2 separate regions of the Rattus norvegicus genome follow, and region 2 is linked to region 1. Evidence: chromatin contacts called from public Hi-C data. All regions are on one chromosome and are shown on one strand. The core of a region is the stretch at or near the end of the contact, and the rest is flanking DNA. Distances in the headings are between cores, read along the strand shown.

What was found. Hi-C and Micro-C count contacts between places; a contact is called where the count stands out from the background.
Region 2: a contact with region 1 is called in a Hi-C map of hepatocytes, with 2.4 times the contacts expected there. The contact joins the enhancer-like site here to the promoter of Vps45 in region 1.

Annotation. Positions count from the first base shown.
Region 1 is chr2:186,303,527-186,306,680 of GRCr8, reverse strand. Vps45 (vacuolar protein sorting 45 homolog) reads left to right here and starts at 1,504. Exons shown (of 15, transcript NM_172072.2): 1 at 1,504-1,647; 2 at 2,199-2,333. The coding sequence starts at 1,555.
Region 2 is chr2:186,338,627-186,341,780 of GRCr8, reverse strand. No RefSeq gene overlaps it. Among named protein-coding and RNA genes, the nearest start is that of Otud7b, 11 kb to the left of the region's middle. Within about 2 kb of position 1,575, at least 11 of the 93 cell types and tissues checked have an H3K27ac peak or open chromatin away from gene starts, as enhancers often do. A contact at or near this core is called in hepatocytes, where this site is marked.

The sequences.
Region 1 (3,154 bases), core at 255-2,754:
GAAAACTGAAAAGAACACATTTTCGCAATTTTAGAAGTGACAAATATCTGTATTTCAAGTGACTTCTGGTCTTTCTCAAAAGATTTGGAAACTTCATATAATTTGCATAACCCAGTTAAGTTCTTTTGTTTTATTTAACCGAATATTTCTTACAGTATGTTGAAAGAATTAGTATTTAGTGGTGCTGTGTTGATTTTAAATTAATTTTAAATTAGCATTTATACTGAGTTTCATTACGGCATTTATACACATTACGGTTATATCTCATTTTAATTTGTTCCCCTTCTTCCCGCCTCCAGCCCCTCTCTCCCTCACCCCAGGTTTCCCAAAGTTCCCTGGTTCCCTTCCTCTAGTAAATAGTCCTTCTGTTTTGTGCTCCGTCTATTCATTCCCTTGTATTCCAATACTTTGCCCATCTGGGCCCCACTCTCTAAAAATTTCTTTCTCCCCTCTGGTACTCCTTTGCAGTTTCATATCTCACGTCATTATTTTGGTGGCAATGTTTGACGCATTAATAGTCAATGATTTGTTGCGGTTATTTGTCTTCCTGGTTTTACAGATCGCCACTGTAAGGTGAGGACCAAAACGCCTTGTTCAGAAGTGTGGTAATAGACCTGTGTGATCTGTTGAGTTTTCTGAAAACTGATGCTTAAAGATCTATTTTATTATTAATCGCCCATTGCTTCTTAGATGAAAATGTGTTTCCCTTTGCATTCGCTAGCCAGTTGCTTCAGCCCCCATGAATTAACTGCCCTATCCTATTTCAGGGGCCCTGGAAACCTGATGTCCCTGCAAGCCCGCGAAATTCAGTACTCTGGCATCGTGGGTTCGCAGTCCCCGTGGTCCTGAGTAGGGGGCCGGTGGAAGCTCCGTGCCTTCCTGGAGTCTGTAAGGTCTCTTGTACAACATCCCTAAACAGCGTTCTCTTTGTTCTTTCATTCAAACCATGCGATGATTCCAGCTCCACTTTTCTCTTTAGGAAACCCAGCTGAGTTTCGTTCCACTACCTACTAATGCTGTCCCATGATGCTACTTTGTTTGGATACTTTCGAAAACGGGGTCTCCCGCTGTAACCTAGCCTGGGCTGTCAGAGAACTTGCTATGCAGTAGACTTGTCTGGAACCTAGGACCCCGCTGCCCCAGCCTGCCCAGTGCTACGATGACATGCGTGGGCTCTTATGCGGGTCTCCAGAAAAGATGCTCAGCAGACAGTAAACATAGCCACGCTCGATGGTTCCTCTGTCCGAGACAGCTGTCTCCCGCGGCGCGCCAAGCGCTCCCTACGAAGGACTAGAAGCCAGCACAGGCTTGTCCGAGGGAACTGGTTACCTTCCACTCCCTAACTGAGGTGCGTCGGGAAATGCACCGGCGCTTAGCGGCTGAGTCTGGTTTCGCAACTCCACAGAGGAACTACAATTCCCAGTATCGAAGCTACCCGGACTCCCGGAAACCGAAGCTTTGCCGACCGGAAGCAGCTGAGACCCAACAGGCCTGAGGATAATTCAGCCAGGAAAGTGGGTGGGGAGGGTGTGGGGCACCTGTCAATTCGCCACCATGAACGTGGTCTTTGCTGTGAAGCAGTATATTTCCAAAATGATAGAAGACAGCGGACCCGGCATGAAGGTACTTCTCATGGATAAAGAGACGGTGAGTTCGCTTTTGCTCAATATTTATAAAGGAAGCTCTCCCTTCCTTAGAATTGCTGGTTCCGTTCCACTGTAGGACTTAGTCTCTCACTAATGACAATGGTCAGTTCTGTCTGGCACTGGAAAAGTTGTATAAAGCTTTCCCAGTGGGTGTGCAGTCTAACCGGCTCTAACAGGTGCCAAGAGATTTCTTATACCACAGTGTCTGCCAAGTAGTTGTTGACCCTGACATTTAACTCAACGTTGTTTTAAAAAGTATATTGTTAGGGCTCAAGCTGAAATGACAGGTTATTTGTTGGCCACAACTTTAAAAAAAATCTGTAAAGGAATGGGGGAAATCCTCTTTAGAAGTTTCTGAGTTGTCTGTTTAGAGTGAGCAGTAGGTTTCCATTCTGACACATTGCAGCCGGTTTTGGATATTTAGTAAATATTATTCTGTATATTAGAATTTAAATTACCTAGTCAAGTATTAATGACAAAAGGCTTAGCTATTGATGCGTGCTTTTATTAGTCCGGACTGGTATAATCTTAGTTCGTTCTTTTGCTTTACAGACTGGTATAGTGAGCATGGTCTACACACAGTCAGAGATTCTTCAGAAGGAAGTATACCTCTTCGAACGAATTGATTCTCAAAATCGAGAGATCATGAAACACCTAAAAGCAATTTGTTTCCTTCGACCTACAAAGGTACTACACAAATCAGCTGCCACCTCCACAGGCCAATGCAGAGTATGATCCGAAAGCGTTAGAAGGCAAAATAAATGTGTGTTACCATCATTTGTGGCATCATAATTACCCCGTTTTGTCAGAGTTGTGACCTTTCTTTCTCTCCTTTCCATGCCTCAGTTCACCCTTCACGGCCAAGTTTTCCTTCTAGATATCTTTTAGATTAATAGCTATTCCCAAAGCCACTAACTCTGGGAACCTAGATCACTTTAGTGCTGGCTTGACCTCTGTACCTAGAGCTGAACACCACCGTCACATCACTTTCCCACAGCTCTTAACTATCTCGGACCTTTCTCACTTTATTTCCATCTGTCCTCAGGAACAAATCTGCTTTTATCATAAAAACAGTGAGAGGTTCCTCAGAGATTGCTACAGTGGCTCAGTCTGACTCCCGCAGCTGAACCCAGTGGCCTATCGTGGAAAGGCCGTCTGTTGGCCAGTTTGGTCTTTCTTTGCATATTTAACCTCCCTGTGCTCCAATTCTAGCCCTGCATTAGAGCCAGTTGTGCCTTTTTATCATCATTCTCCTACATATTCATTCCTGTCCTTTACCTGTTCACTTCCTCTAAAAAGTCATACGCCATTTTTTAGCTTTTGTACATCACCTTGCGAATCCGGCTTCAGTGCCTTCTTTACACTAAAACTATATAGTTGGGGTTGGGGCAGGGTGCACCAAAGGCCGCATGTGGCAGATAGAGAACACCTTGCAGGACTTGGTTCTCTCCTACCTTCTGAGTCCCAGGATTCAAACTCATGTAGTCAGACTTAACGCACTGAGCCAT
Region 2 (3,154 bases), core at 326-2,825, 35 kb before region 1:
TTGTCAAGGTAAGAGAATAGAACATCCTTTATTTAACAAGACTTATTAACTTTGTCTATAGCTTTCAAATATTTACATATATAATATATGGGCCTCTTGTCCCAGGCCTCACAAAAATTTAGGGGTAGACTTATTTAAAACAAACAAAAAATCCTTAGGACTAGATAACTACATATTTAATAGTAAAATGATTCTATAACTTATTAAAAACCTGTCAAAACCTAAATATTTAAAGTTATTGATTTATCTTGAAATTTTTCTTAAAGTAAGCAGACTCCTATATCTGTGTATAAAATCACATGTTCCTCACAAAACTTTTGTTGTAAGTATAATTGTTGGCGCTTGCTGATTTCATGGTTCCCAAATAAGAGTTTGGATCTCCCACATATACACCCAGCTTCCCACTATACCCCTCACCCCCACACCCCATACTCCTAAACCCCACACTCCCACACCCCTACATCCCTCAGCCTCCACACCCTCATACTTCCCACACATACACACCCACACCCACACCCCACACACCCACACACCCACACCACTACACTCTACACACCCACACACCCACACCCCTTGCCCCCACACCCCACACTCCCCCACACATACACTCGCCACAGTGGCCTCTCTAACCCCTCCTGACCTGTGTTGAGGCAACCTGCCCTGTATATTCTCTTCCTGCCTCACCCCTCTCTTCTCTCCACAATTTGCATTAGCCAGACTAAAACAAAAAAATGCTTGTGTGTGTGTATTTGTATGTTACATGTTTACATGTGGATGCCAGAAGTCTATGCTGTATCTTTCTCTCCACATTATTTTGTGTTACATTTATCTGTAGTTTATGTATGCATGTACACATGAGCATGGAAATCAAAGACAATCTCCTCCTGCTGTGTGTGCCAGGATCAAGCCTGTGTCATCAGGCTTAATAGCAACCATCTTTCCTGCTGAGAATCTCACTGGCCTGCTTACTTTAGTTTTTGAGGTAAGGTCTTTCCTTGAGCTGGGAGAGCACATGCGTGGCTAGACTAGCTGGCCAGCAAGCCCAAGCGTCTTCTGGTTTCTGCCTCTGGATCACTGATGGAGGTACACTATGCCCAGCTTTTACAAGAGAGCTGGAGATCTGAACTCAGGTCCTCATGCTTACACAGCAAATACTTTCCAACTGGACCATCTCTCCAGTCCCCCAAAGCAATGGGTTTTTAAGTACATAGTTTTAAGATTTGTCTGTTATTCGGTATTAAGTTTAATAGCAAACTTCCCCTCTTTCTCTCAAACCAAATACAAAGTATTTTAGTGACTCTGCACTCCCTTTGTGGAGGTCATAGCCTCTCTGAAGGAACACGATCTGTTTGCTGTATTAAATACCACATTGTTAAGGTGTTAGATGTTTTCCCCTAGCGCCATGAAGAGAAAGACAAGGCACGGGCATGGTCCTGGGAGGAGTTGAGTTGGCAGACTGTGTACAGCTCTGTCTGGGGCGGTATGACAAGGGGTTAAGTATCAATCTAGGAGAGCAGCTTCCTGCCACCTCATCAAGTCTAAGGGTCAAGTCCAGAGCCTGTAAGAGATGACATCACAGATCAGGAACTCCGTACTCTCTGGCCTGTAGCTACGGCAGGTATGAGGTGAAAGGGTTCTGTGCTGCTGTGTGCTGTCAGAGTCTCAGGGCTCATGTCCTGTGAACCCGACATGGTCGACCCAGCAGCCTCAGATCAGGAGAGCCCGTGTGCTCCATGATAAGATGTGTCTAATTATTTAATCGGCAGTATTTATGGAGACCATTAAAGATTTGCTGCAGTGTGCCTGTGATCGGCCACTTCAGCAGCTTTCCTAAAGAAAGGAAGGAAAGGTGAGTAGGTGGACATTTAAAATTCACCAAAATTAGACACAGAGGTTACCTTAGGTTACTTTAGACTTTCTCTTGCCACCAAATACTATATCCAACCCAGTCATTTAGAAACACAAATAGTCTGTCATTCAAAAGAAAAATTTAGGCTGTCTGCTCATTCACCCTTTCTGTCTCTCTGTGTGTGTCTTTCTCTGTGCATCTCTCTCTTTCTCCATCTATCTCTCTATCTCTGTCGCTCTGTCTCTGTCTCCATTTCTGTCTCTCTTCCTCCTTCCTTCTACCTCTTTCCCTCCTTTTCTTCCTTTCCCTCTCCCTTTCCCTATCTCCCTCTCCCTCTTTCCCTCTTTTTTCCTCTGTTTCCCTCTCCTCCTCTCTCCCTGTATCTCTCTGTCTGAATCTGGACCACACAATGGAGATGAGTCATTAGTTCCTCAGACTTCCCCTGTGACAAATGCTATACCGTTTCTTGCCTCAGGCACTGAAAGCTTCTGAGCTGGTTGAGGGAACTCGAAGAAGTGACGGCATACTCGAAGCACTCAATTCATGAACTGCAGAGTGTGGTGTCCAGCAACACAGTGCCTGGAAACCCATCGGAACAACAGAGAGCAGACATGTAGGCACAGACACCAGAGGTCCCATAGAGACACCTCAGTGTCTTGGAACAGTAGTCTACAAACTTCTAGCTGTGCGTGAGCGTTTGCCCTCTGGGCAGATGGCTTTGGGTCATTCTCCAGTCACCTTCCCTTCATTAAACTAAAGAAACCCATTAGCCAGGCAGGGGTGGTACACTTAGGAGTCAGAGCCAGGCAGATCTCTGAGTTCGAGGCTAGTCTGGTCTACAGAGCCAGTTCCAGGACAGCCAGGGTTACACAGAGAAAACCTATCTAGAAAAAAACAAAACAAAACAACAACAACAAAAGAAATCTATCCACTCTCATCTTACTTCCTGTCCAATGATACATGTGTTTAAAGATGTTGAGAGAGAAAAAGAAAAAGGTCTGAAAGTATGAATTGGTGAAGACTTCAAGGGACTGCAGCCCCTGCTCTTTTTTTTTTTTTTTTCTTTTTTTTTTTTGGAGCTGGGGACCGAACCCCGGGCCTTGTGCTTGCTAGGCAAGCGCTCTACCACTGAGCTAAATCCCCAACGCCGCCCCCCTGCTCTTTTTTGAGATGAGAGTCTCACTATGTTACCCAGAATGGACTTGAGATCCTAGGCTCAAGCAATGTTCAAGAGCCCAGAGTCTCTGCCCAGCAGTGCCAAACAGAACCAGCATCTGCTAGGATATTACTGTTTGCTAACAGTGT